Linked DNA regions of Sus scrofa: region 1 is linked to region 2. Evidence: chromatin contacts called from public Hi-C data. All regions are on one chromosome and are shown on one strand. Each heading gives the region's core, a stretch centred on a gene start, on an enhancer-like site or on the middle of the called end of the contact. The rest is flanking DNA. Distances are from core to core; before and after follow the strand shown.

Region 1 (5,675 bases), core at 1,821-4,320, 270 kb before region 2:
AGGAAAGGAGACAACCGCAAACATCTGCCAAAGCAGCACGTGGACAGGAGGACGCGGGTGGGGCACGGTGGGCTGGACAAGCAGGAGGATGCAGTGGATTAAGATGCATGTGGCCATGCAAAATCAAAGCCAGCAAAAGCACCTCTTTCTGAGCTGAACCACAGCTGCCGGAAATCTGTGCTTAAAGAGGCAGGACCTCACTCGTGCTAACTTGAAATCCTAAGGAAACCGGATCTAAAAGGGTTTTTAAAGATCAGATAATTGAATCCCTCATTTGAACAGATGATAAAGCAAAGGGCAGAAGAGAAACGATGATGGTGTGTCAAGCTGGTCACACGTTCCTGAAAGTGCATGGCAATTCTGGGAGGCAGACGCATAGTCACGGTACAGAACCCTTCCTCAAGCCCCACATTGAGGAACCTGGGGCTGCTGACCGGTGCCTAGGCCCCAAGTCCTACGGGTGAGGGCGAGGGCGGGAGGGCCCATCCAGGCCCAGATTCTGGGCACACAGCCAGGCTCGTGGGGCCCTTGATGGGGCCCAGGGCTCCCAGGAGGTCTACATTGGCCAGTCATCCAAAGTCACAGCAGGTTGGGAAACAAAGGCCCTGGGGCAGAAATTAAACTGATAAATGTTTAATATGACCTCCTTTCCCAAGGAAATTTCAGCTATGGAGCAAATCTACCTCATCTCAGTACATTTCTAGGAACTGTCCATACTCCTTTGTCACACCAGAATCTTGCTTAACATTGGGTGGAAATAAGCTCCCCCAACCCATCCCCGGGGTCTGGCCATGTTTTATTAGAGGTTCTACAGGTGGTTCTTGGGTTGTGTTTTAAAAGAATGAAGGTCGGTTCAGAAGACATTTTCCAGTGCTGCGTCATGTTTGCTATTTCCTTCCAGATTAGTAAAGATAATGCCTGGCCACGTGGCATGGGTCTGAGGAACCAGGAACTCCTACGTCTGCTGTTGAGAATCTAGATTTGGACCAACATTTGTGTTCCTCGCCAACACAGAGCGCGAGGCGTAACTGTGACCTGGGAATCCCACGCGTGGAATTTACTGTCAGGAAAAGGCACATGCAAAAAGAGATGCACGTGGATTAAGGCTATCAATTGTCTGTGCTTCGTATCATTGTGCATATCGTAAAGGTGAACAGAGAAGAACACAGGTGATGAGTGAAGACAGCCTCACTGATCACACAAGGAACTGATTCAACACATTATGGCACCTTCGTGTAGTTCAATACTAGGTACATACTGAAATGACGCTGTAGATTCATACATACCAGAGAAGCACAGCCATAGTCTGTAAGTAAAGAAAAATCAGGGTACACAGCACTATGTAGCAGGTTCTTTTTTAAACATTTTAAAACTTTTCTGCATTTGTGTGGTTAAGGCTGGAAGGATATACACAAAAAGACCCCAGTGTCCCTGAGGTCTACGATTCTGAAGGGATTTCTCCCCCTACTTTTTAAATGTCTTTTAATTGTTCCATAATGATTGCATATTACTTATGTAATTATACTTTAAAATTTTTTTCTTAAATTAAAACAAAGCTGACTGAAATCTGGAAAACAGAGCGAAAGTAGTTTTCCGGTAAAACAACACTGTAGCTCACAGTGAGAGGAGTGAAGCCAGCTCACAGTGGTCACACTGCCGCTCTCTGTGGGGTGTGCTGGGGAGGGGGAGGCGTATGGAGGAGGAGGGGAGTCCTGACCTCTTCGGCCTCAGCCACTCCTACCCCACTTCCAGGGCCCCCCTCGGTGTCCACGGTCCCCTGCTCCTAACACCACAGGGCTCACTGGGCCCCACTCTCCTGGTCACTCTGCTCCAAAGTCCCTTCAAACTCTCCTCCCCACCCCTCAGGCCTCACCCAGCCTCTGGGGACCCACAGACCAGTTGGGATCACCCTTTTGTGGTCACTGTGGGGTGGGGAGTGAGCATCTCTGGTGGGGGTGGGGGTGTCTCTGGTTTGGGGGGGTCTGGTGTCTCTGGTTTTGGGGGTGGGGTTGTCTTGTTCAGGAGAAGGAGGTGTCTCTGGTTAGGGGGTGGGCATCTTTGGTTTAGGGGGCACGTCTTTGGTTTGCAGGCACTTTGGGCTCCAGCACACCTGAGCAACGCACCAGGTCCTGACCAGTGTGCCTTGACTAGACGTCGCCTCTCTCCCTTGGCACCTAGTTTAGGCAGCCTCTTGCCCAAAAGGAGCCCACCCTGCAGCCTCATCTGCTCTTGACTCCATGGTGATGCCACTACGCCCACAGAGATGCCCACTTCATTCAGATTCTCTGACTTACTGGTTCAGAAGGGGTACTTCTAGTTAAATAGCCCCTTGCCAGACACCAGAGAGGGTATTACAGAAAAAACCAGAGTTACAGCCCTCCCACCTGACACACAGCCGGGCCTGGGACCTATGGCTGGCCGCGGCCTGGTCCAGCACCCGGGGAAGGTCAGCCCGTCCACAGAGAACACAGTTGTTGCTGGTGAGCGGGGAGGGACAGCGGAAGGACCAAGCTGTGCAGAGGGGATCCAGTACTGAGAGCTGGACTTGATCCTGCGAGAGCCCTTCCAGGGGCCAAAGTAGGAAAAGGGCCCAGGGTGGAGAGTGGGGGGCAGGCTGTGGGCCGTGGGGGGCTGAGACCAGACCGGGGTTAGAGGAGGGTGGCTGAGGCTTTCAGAGGGACCAGGAGGCTGGCATCCCACCTCACCGGCATCTTCCGTGGGTGCAACGCCCCCGGATGGATGGCACTGGGGGCTAAACCACACAGCCCTAGACAAATGTTGGCCATTATGATTAAACGGCTGAGACAGTATTTTGTCAGCAGCTTAGTTCTGCTCAGTTGAACACCGTGCTGCAAACAGCTCACCAAATACCAAACAGGACTTTGTTATTTGGGGAAGAGATTCAGGAGCTTTCATGGAACACTGGAAAATCTAAACAGCGGCTGAAAACATGACCGTCCCCGCTCCCAGGAGAGGCTGGAGGGGGGCCACCTCTGATCACTGGGCCCCTTGGCCACGCCCAGAGGTACTTAGCGCCAGAGGTCTGAGTTGAGGGAAAAGAGAAGGAAGCCCTCAAACCAAGGGCACTGGCTTCCTCTGGGTTTGCTTATCCCGTGAGGTACACGGGGTCCCTTCTACCCACGTGAGCAGGGCCTGGACAGACGCCAGCCCAGTGCCCAAGCTCCTGACAGCTGGGGATGGTAAGACTGAAGCCTTGGATGGGATCTTGTGGCTGGACTATTCCCCCACTCCCACCTTCTGTAAGGGGCTGCTCCCCTGAGTCTGGCAAAGAGCCCAGGACACAATCAGCTTTCAAGTTCTACTGTGTCTACTGGAAGTCCGCATAATAGGATGGAGGGACGGACAGACAGACAGATGGTGAAAAACAATCTGGTCCAATCAAGATGAGACCATCTGCTGCTTCCCCTCTTTCAGAGGGACCACCTTTTCCTTCACATTTTTTCCTCTTAGAAAAATCCCCTCCCCAGGACCCTCACCTGCCCAAACACCTGCTCCATCCCTTCCTCCAGCCCCCCTCCAGGTCTGCCTGTGGGACTCTGTTGACTCTAATGCTGATGGGGCCAGAAGGCTCTTCCGGGTATGGGACAAATGCTTTCAGGGGTGAGGGGAAAGCTCCCTGCAGAAGGGCAACAGATTTTTACCTAAACATTATGCTTCGTTTCCGTTTTTCACTAAGCACAAGCCAACCCCCCTCCCCCTTAAGCCCCATCTCCCGTCGAACAGACTATTCCTGCCCATCTGAGTCATGCATCTCTGGGCAGCCAGACCCTCTGACTCACTGTGGTTGAGATCCAGATTCACAACATCGCAGAGCTGCTAAAAATAGGGACCTGTACCTGGGCCCCAAAATAGGACAGAGACAAACACGGCTCTTTAAAACACTACTGCCCTACCTGTAATGCAAAAAGCAAACAGGGGCTAGAACTGTGCTCTTTTACATGAACCTAAATGTAAATAAGCCACTGCGAATCCTCTGGAAATCAACTGGCTATGTGGACAGGTACCAGAGACAGAAAGCAGATGGGCAGACTTGGAATAATTATACCTAACACATTCTGGTGGTTTTTATCAGAACGTTCTAGATCTTTAAATTAGCATGGGGTATATCCACAGCAGGGGCAGGGAAACGAAACTTCCCCATTGGAGCTTTCATGGTACTTTCTCCCTTGAGAACCAATGTGCCTTAAAATAGTTGGGCAAATTGTCAGAGAGAAACAGAGGATGCTTAGGGTTTTCTCCCTGTATAAAAAATCTCATAGCTTTTCCCACTGCTTATGAACCATTTGAACTTGAATGGCCTTAGGACCAGCCTTGATTTTACACTAGCTGTACTTTCGAGAAAGACACCTACACCACTGTCATGTATTCTTTTTTTGGCCAAAGTTGTGACAGCTTAACTTCATTCTGAATGTACCACGGGCTTTACCTGCTCTGCCTCATGCGACCTCATGGTGACCTGGGATGTGGCTGGCCCATGTCATCACTTTCTGTTTAAACGCTCAGAGGGAGAGGTGGCCCAGGGGCCACGACAGAGCCGGTCTCTGACCCAGGACCCCACTCCCGATGTCGTGCACACAGAGAAGGTCTGGGAGGCGAGACAGCAGCAGGCCTGCTCCCCAGGGAAAGGTGGGGGCCCGTGGGGGGAGGGCATGGTGCTCTCTCTGTCTCATGGGGGGCCCATCAGGTAATGCCCCCCGCCCCTTGTGGACGTGCCCATGGTTCTGCATTCCAGGTCATTGCTCAATGTGGAGTAACTGACCTAAGGAAAACCACCTCTGGAGACTGTCTTCCAGAGGAAGGAACTGGCTCCTAACACAACACACTGCAGCTGCTTGTTTGATGGGTGTTTTTAAACCCCAATGATTTCCGGCAGGTGGCAGGCTGCAGCCTTGCAGGCATGGAGTCCCGAGTATGGGACAGACATCATCAGGGCTGCCGGGGGACCCAGGCCCAAACTCTGGCAGCCGAGGGAGGCTCACCCTCCACTGTCACCCTGACGTCAGTGGCCCGGCCTCTAGCCTCTGTCTTCACCCTTGCTGGGGTGAGTCAGGGGGCTGCGGCGTCATGGCTGCTGGAGAGAGGACTGTCCTCGCGTGGCCCAGACAGCTTTAGACTCTCGCTGCTGCTTTATTTGTTGTTGTTACTGCTTTCTGTTTGCACATGGTCAAAATGCAGTATTACTGAAAACTACTTAAAAGTAAGGAAAAAAGGCTACACCTGAGAGGCAGCCTCTTAAGGTTTTCTTCCGGAGCTTGTAATGCATATTTTGGATCTAATGGAGATTCCGTTGCTGTCCTGTGTTTCAGGTATGCTGTGGGACACGGCGGGGTAAGCAGCATCTGGTCGCGCTGTCGACAATGCTCCTGGACGTCATTTAGGGCCATCCTATTGCACAGCGCTCAGACCAGCCCTGCTGTGAATATTTAGCTTGTCTCCAACTTTTTTTTCTTTTTGGCCACGCTCACAGCATCTGGAAGTTCCTGGGCCAGGGGTCAATCCGAGCCACGGCTGTAAGCTGCACCACAGCTGTGGCAACACTGGATCCTTAACCCACTGTGCCACAGTGGGAACTCCTGTCTCCAACTTTTTACCTTTGAAAGCAACACCGCAAGAAGGTGTTGTGCATAAATCTTTACACACCCGTATATTCTCTT
Region 2 (6,368 bases), core at 307-2,806:
CACAGCTCACGGCAACGCCGGATCGTTAACCCACTGAGCAAGGGCAGGGACCGAACCCTCAACCTCATGGTTCCTAGTCGGATTCGTTAACCACTGCGCCACGACGGGAACTCCAGAAACTGTTTATATGTTAATGCCAGAGTTGCTGTGTATGTCCATATGCCTGATGTTTGTATGTCCACTTTGAAGATATTTTTCTTGGGGTGATTGAGAAAGAGCCACAAAGTCGCCCAGCTTTCTAAAATCCTCCCTCTTCCTTACTTTCTTACGATGAAGATTGAAACAAAAACCCCGCCTTTCAGTAGCCAAAGTTGCGTGAGGCCAAGGAGGCTAAGAGTTTGCCGGGGCTGTTAAGCCCTCTCCCCGACCTCAGGCCCCTGGGAGCAATAAAAGTCTTCTAACAAATTCTAAAACCTTGAGCCTTTATCATCTGTTTTCTTAACCTTGGAGTCAATTCAGGCAATTATTACAAAAGCAATTTGAAAGGTTAAAAGTGAGCCCTGTGTAAATTTATTACGAAGAAAATGAAAGCCGTGTTATCTGCCCACAGATAATTGAGAGTTTATTTTTCCATTTTGAGATATTTACTGGTATGCTGATAGCCTCAAATAGTAGTTCTTAACCTTTAGGGGTCACAAACCCCTTTGAGAATCTGGTGAACTTCCTGGCTGCCGGCCTCCCTTGCCCCCTCCCTCAGATAGTTTCTGTTTTCCTGCTGTGTGCCAAGCATTGTTTTAGGGGCTCTGATCCATACCTCCCCACCTCCAAAATCCTATACACACCATTTCACATACCATTTTAGGGGATTGTGTATTGAACTGAAGCCCTCTAGAGTCAAAAAATATCTTAAAAGTAATTGTATGGCTTAAAATACTTGACATTACTACTACACAGAATCTTATTAGTAACAACAGAATGTCATTCTGTTGAGGATCTGCCCAGCAATACAAGATCTTTAACTCCTTCAAATCAGGCGCGGTGTGGAATGGGAAATGAGGATTTCGACATTTCCCGCCCAAGCAAAGAGGTGCTTGTGCATCTGAGGCTCATCACCATGTGTGAGAGCAGTGGTCAGTGGGCCCCCTTTCAGGACTTTCTCCACCGCCTCCATCTGTGCTTCTTAGAAAGAAGGAAAGACAATTGAAATTTAAAATGGTAATGTGGTCATTGCTTTGCTGTTCCAACTGAAAAACTGGCCTGTTTACCACAAGCCATCCTAGAAGCTAAAGTGTTTTCATCTGTGATTAGAGGTTGCGCACCTGCTGGGGCGTGAGTGATGACCCCTGTTTCTCTGACCTTAAGCCCAGAATTGCTTTTTTGCTGTCTCATCAGTGCTCAGCTCATGCTGAAAGGAAGCGCTCTAAATTCTGTGGTCTACAGAACCAGTATCCTGGCAATTAAAGAAGGCTCTTCACAGCCTGGTGGAAGCAGTCTTACTTTAGGGCCTTTGTTTCCCCTGTGTTGCGTTGTGACACCTGACAGCACCTTGGAGCACACAGTCTGGGTCCATGGTGCTGTCGCCCTGACCATGCCGTCCTCACAGCCTCCATACGCCATCATCTGTGATCAGGGGACTCAGTGCAGGCAGGACCTTCTCTCGAATTAGACAGGAAATGTGTATTCTCTCTGAGCTTATTTAACTTAACCATCTGGCCTGCTTACATGAGACAGACCATGCAGCGCATCATGTCAGGTGACAGACAGACACCATGTGAGAGTAAAGTTAAAGAGAGGTCGCTTTGTTTTATCCTGGACCATAAAGACTTAACATTCTCATCCTTACCCAGGAAACATGCATCGTAATGCTATTTGGACTCATGTACTGCGTTTGCAGCTTGTAGATGACTGTTTTTTATCTTTCGTTTTTTAAGAGCCCAGTTTGATATGTTAGAAGTCTAAATCTTGGCAGAGAAAAACTGGATTCCAAAACATTTTCTGAAATGCTTAAATGAGTGAGCATCTTTTTATTTCCCTAACAGTGCTTTGCATGTGGGAAGTGCTCAGTATGGCTGCATTGAGTGTTCGTTGTGTTCTTTTAGAGTCTATTTTTTATATTACTGTTTTTTGTCCAAAAATTGCTTAGAAAGTAGTTGCAAGTAATCAATTTGAAGCGATTGGATCATTACTTCTTAACCCACAGAAGGAAAAATTACAATTTTTTCATATTCTTAGGGGTTGTGGAGAAAGAAAACAATTTTAGGCAAGAACTGGTGTTAGAATTATCCTCTATTCAACCTTAGGGCCATTATTTCATAGTAGAACCAAACCATGATTTAACTATTTATAACAGAAAGGACTTTTGTCTGCTATATCCAAAATTACACTTTAAGGTCAAAATAAGAAAAGTATAGAAAGTCTGGCTCTAGAAGTAGCATTTGGCTCTTTGCTAAACCACTGTAAAATCTTAGAAATTTTTCAGCAATCATATATATATATTTTTTTCTTCTTCTTTTTACAGCCGCACTGGCAGTATATAGAAGTTCCCAGGCTAGGGGTCAAATTGGAGCTGCAGCTGCCAGCCTACACCACAGCCATGCCAGATCCTAACCCAGTGAACAGGACAGGGATCAGACCTCCACCCTCATGGATACTAGTAGGGTTCTTGACCAGATGAGCCACAGCAGGAACTCCCATGTATTTTTATAGTTAGGGTATTTCAGCAAAGCTATTCTTGTAATGAGTAAACCCTTGATTAAATAATCTGATTCAAATATGGGGAAGTCTGTTTTTCACTGGGACAAGTTTTTGACCTGTAGAAATACACTATTTTGTTTAACTTAAACATGTATTTCTCACAAACTACAATTCTATGAAACAAGACTCACTTTGCTCTATTGAGATTCACGTCAGATAATTTTCATGTGTTGCTGGGGTAAGTGACATTGCATGTGATACTTTAAGATAATTTAAGGACCTGCACACATAAGCTGTAGAATACCACTGTGAGACTTGACTGGAATATGAATATCAGTGTTCTGCTGGATCAAAGTACTGTTACTTATAATCTGGAGAGAAATGCTTGTGATTTTGCAGATGAATTGCACACTCTTTGAGCTCTTAGTTCCCAGTGCCTCACGGGTAGTCCATCAAGAAGACTGGTATTTGGAAGAAATATTGCAAAAATTAATACACATAAAATGACACCAGTGCCCGCACAGTGCCAGATCAATGGAATGTACAGTCCTAGGGAGCTGGTGACAAGACCCCACCACCACAGCTTAAGCTCAAGATTATCAGATAAACTTGGGTGGGGAGAATAAAAAGGACAACATGAGGAGCACCCCGCGCTGTGAGCATCTGGGCGGTGACCACGTTTAATTAAGCCGGAGCAGTGAGCGCTGTCATAGACGTGCCACGAGATCTTGACATCTCAGGTTCCTGTTCTGGTCAGCAGACACCTGTTGAACTTGCCACATGCTGGACATCATGTGCTCAAGTCCTGCCCACCAGGACTCAGGTCTAGTGGAGGGCACACTTCTGCAAACCCTCAGTCATGTGCTTTTCTCTAGCTGGAGGGTGTACCAAAAACCGTGGGAGCAAAGAAACATCTGAGACCGTTTCCCCCTAGAGGAGCCTTGAAGGAGCAGAAGGTCTGGGGAGGGAAGACGCCTTAGGGAGCGCAGGCTCGTGACCCTGCACCCTGGGGGCTTTGGGGATTAGCCAACAAGGTTATGGACAAAATGAAGATATAAACTTAAATGGCCAACAAAACAGAATGAGTTGTTCCAATTCGTATTTACTGTTACCTGTGACTTTTCCTACTTCCTAATTTTTTAAATGTTTATACTCTGTTAAACCTCCTAGACTAAAGCTACTTTCCCTTGAAATAAATAAAATTAGAAAGTTAGTGTGTAATGAGGAAGATTCCATGAAACCTTTCATGAACCTGGGGGTGGGGGTGGACCTGAAGATTCCCATGGGGGATCTTGGTCTAGTTACGTGGCACGCATTTGTTACAAATGAGCACATTTTGAAGGATAAATCCATCTTGTTCTTTGACGATAAAACTTCTCATTTGTAGTTGGAGATCCATATTAATTTCATCCAAAGTAATGTACTGCTCTAGTAGAGAGGCTGCTTTTGTTGCTGTTGTTTATGATGTTAATTTTGTAATGAAGTTAATTTATTTCACAAAGGGGAGGTGGTTTTTGCTTCACAGATTGTCTAGGTTTTCTACTGTTTCCCCCCAAATGTTCATGAGTATTAGTCACTCATCAAATAGAAACTGCTTCTCGTCTCCTGTGTACCTTCTAGTATTTGGAGGTCATGGGACCACTGATTTGTGAGGTGCAGTAAAACAATGTCATGTGAAAAGAACCAGACCAAGATAACAGTGCTATGTAGACGCGAGGGGGCCAGTGCAGATTTCCTTTTACAAGATCGTGTCCGTGTTTGGACAGTGAAGCAAAGGCAGACGGTGAATGAAAGAACATTGCTCTGAAGGCATTAAAGAACGCGCAGAAGGATCGTGGCCTCAGCACAGAGCAACCAGATGGGGAGAAGTACCAAGTTAGTACGGAGCAGCCCCCCAGCCAAGCCTGGGCACCGCGGTCCTGCCCACAGACCCGACCAGGCACCCCACCCCCAGCACCCCAAGCACCTGGCCTCTCGTGCCCAGCTACTTCCCGGCATCCTTTTGAGAGTTTGAACCTTATTTTAAACAAGTCAGATTCCCATCTCTGATAACCAAGCCTACAAATCAATCAAATGTGAAAATTGTGTTGCTGTTTCTTTATATATTTCGCTTGTCAGGCTGGGAGAGGGGCATATTTTATGGAGACAGGTTGGACTGGGACACATGACCGTGGCCGTGGCAGACCTCCTTAACTCGTGACGGGGGGGGGGGGGGGCTGATCCACACCCCTGCACCGCCTCCAGCTCTAGCATTCCTCCGCCCCATTTCCTAAGTGTTTAACCAGCTTGTGATCTTTCGGAAGGCTAGTAGCAGTGTGTGTGTGTGCTTCCTACTGAACACCCAGTGCCCAGTCACCATCATTGGGCTCAAGCTGTAAAACTGGAACTGGATAAATGTACAATAATCCAAGAAGTTCTGTATTCAAGCAAAGTCTCAAAACAAGTGTTCACACCAAATATATGATGAGATGTTCTTGCTCCTTCCATTGTTCCACTCATTTGTGAAAGACTTCAGGAAAGAATGGAATTTGAAGGAATTTTTCAATTTTTGGCTATCTTTAAGTGCCCAGGAGAGGTTTGTGTCATTTACACTGCCTGGTTTCCATGGCTTTCCTAGTAAAAAGAGAGGACTTAAACATCTCCTTTGCTGTATATTGACCAAAAATATATATATATTTCCTATCCTTTTAAGAGAACTTAGATTATTTTTAAAGCGCATGAGAGCACCCCGAATCAAACACCTAACCCTGCCTCCTTCACCTTCACCCCTGCAGTTGTGGCCTATCTACCTACCAACTATATGGAAATATGCCTTATTCTTGAAAGTTGCACAAACATTAGAGTGAATCCTTTACTGAAAGATTGCAGGCCATCTTCATGATTTGGAGTTGAAAGTTGTTTGGGGTCAAATATAGAACAAATGATACATGTCTTAAGAGAATAGATTTATAGAAGTATTCATTAGGAACGTAATCTAGGCACAAGGTAAATTCCCAAGAACTTCCAAAGTGAATTCCATGCACCATGCTAATGAGAATCAACAGTTTCCAAATGAGTGTACAATTAAGGACATTTGATATTCCCTCTATAAACGCTCAACCAGCCTCTTAAAATTTGATCAGCTTTAGGTTTTTTTGCTGGAGAAATTAAAAAATATTATCACATCCCACCAGCTTGTTTCTCTCCCCCTCTCCCTCCCCCCCCTCTCTCTCTCTCTGTTGTACCTACAATATTCAGACAAGAGGTCTAACATAGAAATTTTGCTTTCCTAATCTTTCTTGAAGAATTAAAAGGAAAGTAGACAGTGTCTAATACATGATGTTATAATAGACCTGTCTAGGCGATGTTACATTGCCTGTTGCCTCAAACATGGCTTTTCTCAACTGAGAATTTCCAAAGCATGGCATCAACCAGGGCAGTGCAGTTTTAGGCAAAATTGCAAACCCTGCAGCTCATCCATGTAAGGAAGATTGCCCTGAAGATGTGTTCTTAGCACAGGGGAGTCGAGTTCCAGCATTATTAGACTGTCATAGAGTAAATTTCAGCAGGGCCTTCTGAGTCTTGACTCCATTTTGGGGTTTCTTACCTTCAGAAGGGCTATAAGAAGCGCCGAGCTGAGCCTCATGCACCAAACTGCCCTTAAAGCCCACCTGGCTCTGGGCCAGGCGGCTGGGCAGCGGCTGGTACCCGGCCGCTGCAGACGGGATGAAGGCTCGAAACATGGCCGGTCTGGA

Evidence for each region. A called contact is a pair of places that touch in the nucleus more often than the background predicts.
Region 1: a contact with region 2 is called in a Hi-C map of fetal heart ventricle, with 2.3 times the contacts expected there. The contact joins two enhancer-like sites. A contact is called at or near these places in 2 of 47 Hi-C or Micro-C datasets (embryonic fibroblasts and fetal heart ventricle).

The regions. Positions count from the first base shown.
Region 1 is chr5:69,211,131-69,216,805 of Sscrofa11.1, reverse strand. The region is part of intron 4 of CACNA1C (voltage-dependent L-type calcium channel subunit alpha-1C); the gene reads right to left. Among named protein-coding and RNA genes, the nearest start is that of CACNA1C, 200 kb to the right of the region's middle. Within about 2 kb of position 3,070, at least 23 of the 83 cell types and tissues checked have an H3K27ac peak or open chromatin away from gene starts, as enhancers often do.
Region 2 is chr5:68,941,594-68,947,961 of Sscrofa11.1, reverse strand. All of the region lies in intron 3 of DCP1B (mRNA-decapping enzyme 1B), which reads left to right. Among named protein-coding and RNA genes, the nearest start is that of DCP1B, 31 kb to the left of the region's middle. Within about 2 kb of position 1,556, at least 4 of the 83 cell types and tissues checked have an H3K27ac peak or open chromatin away from gene starts, as enhancers often do.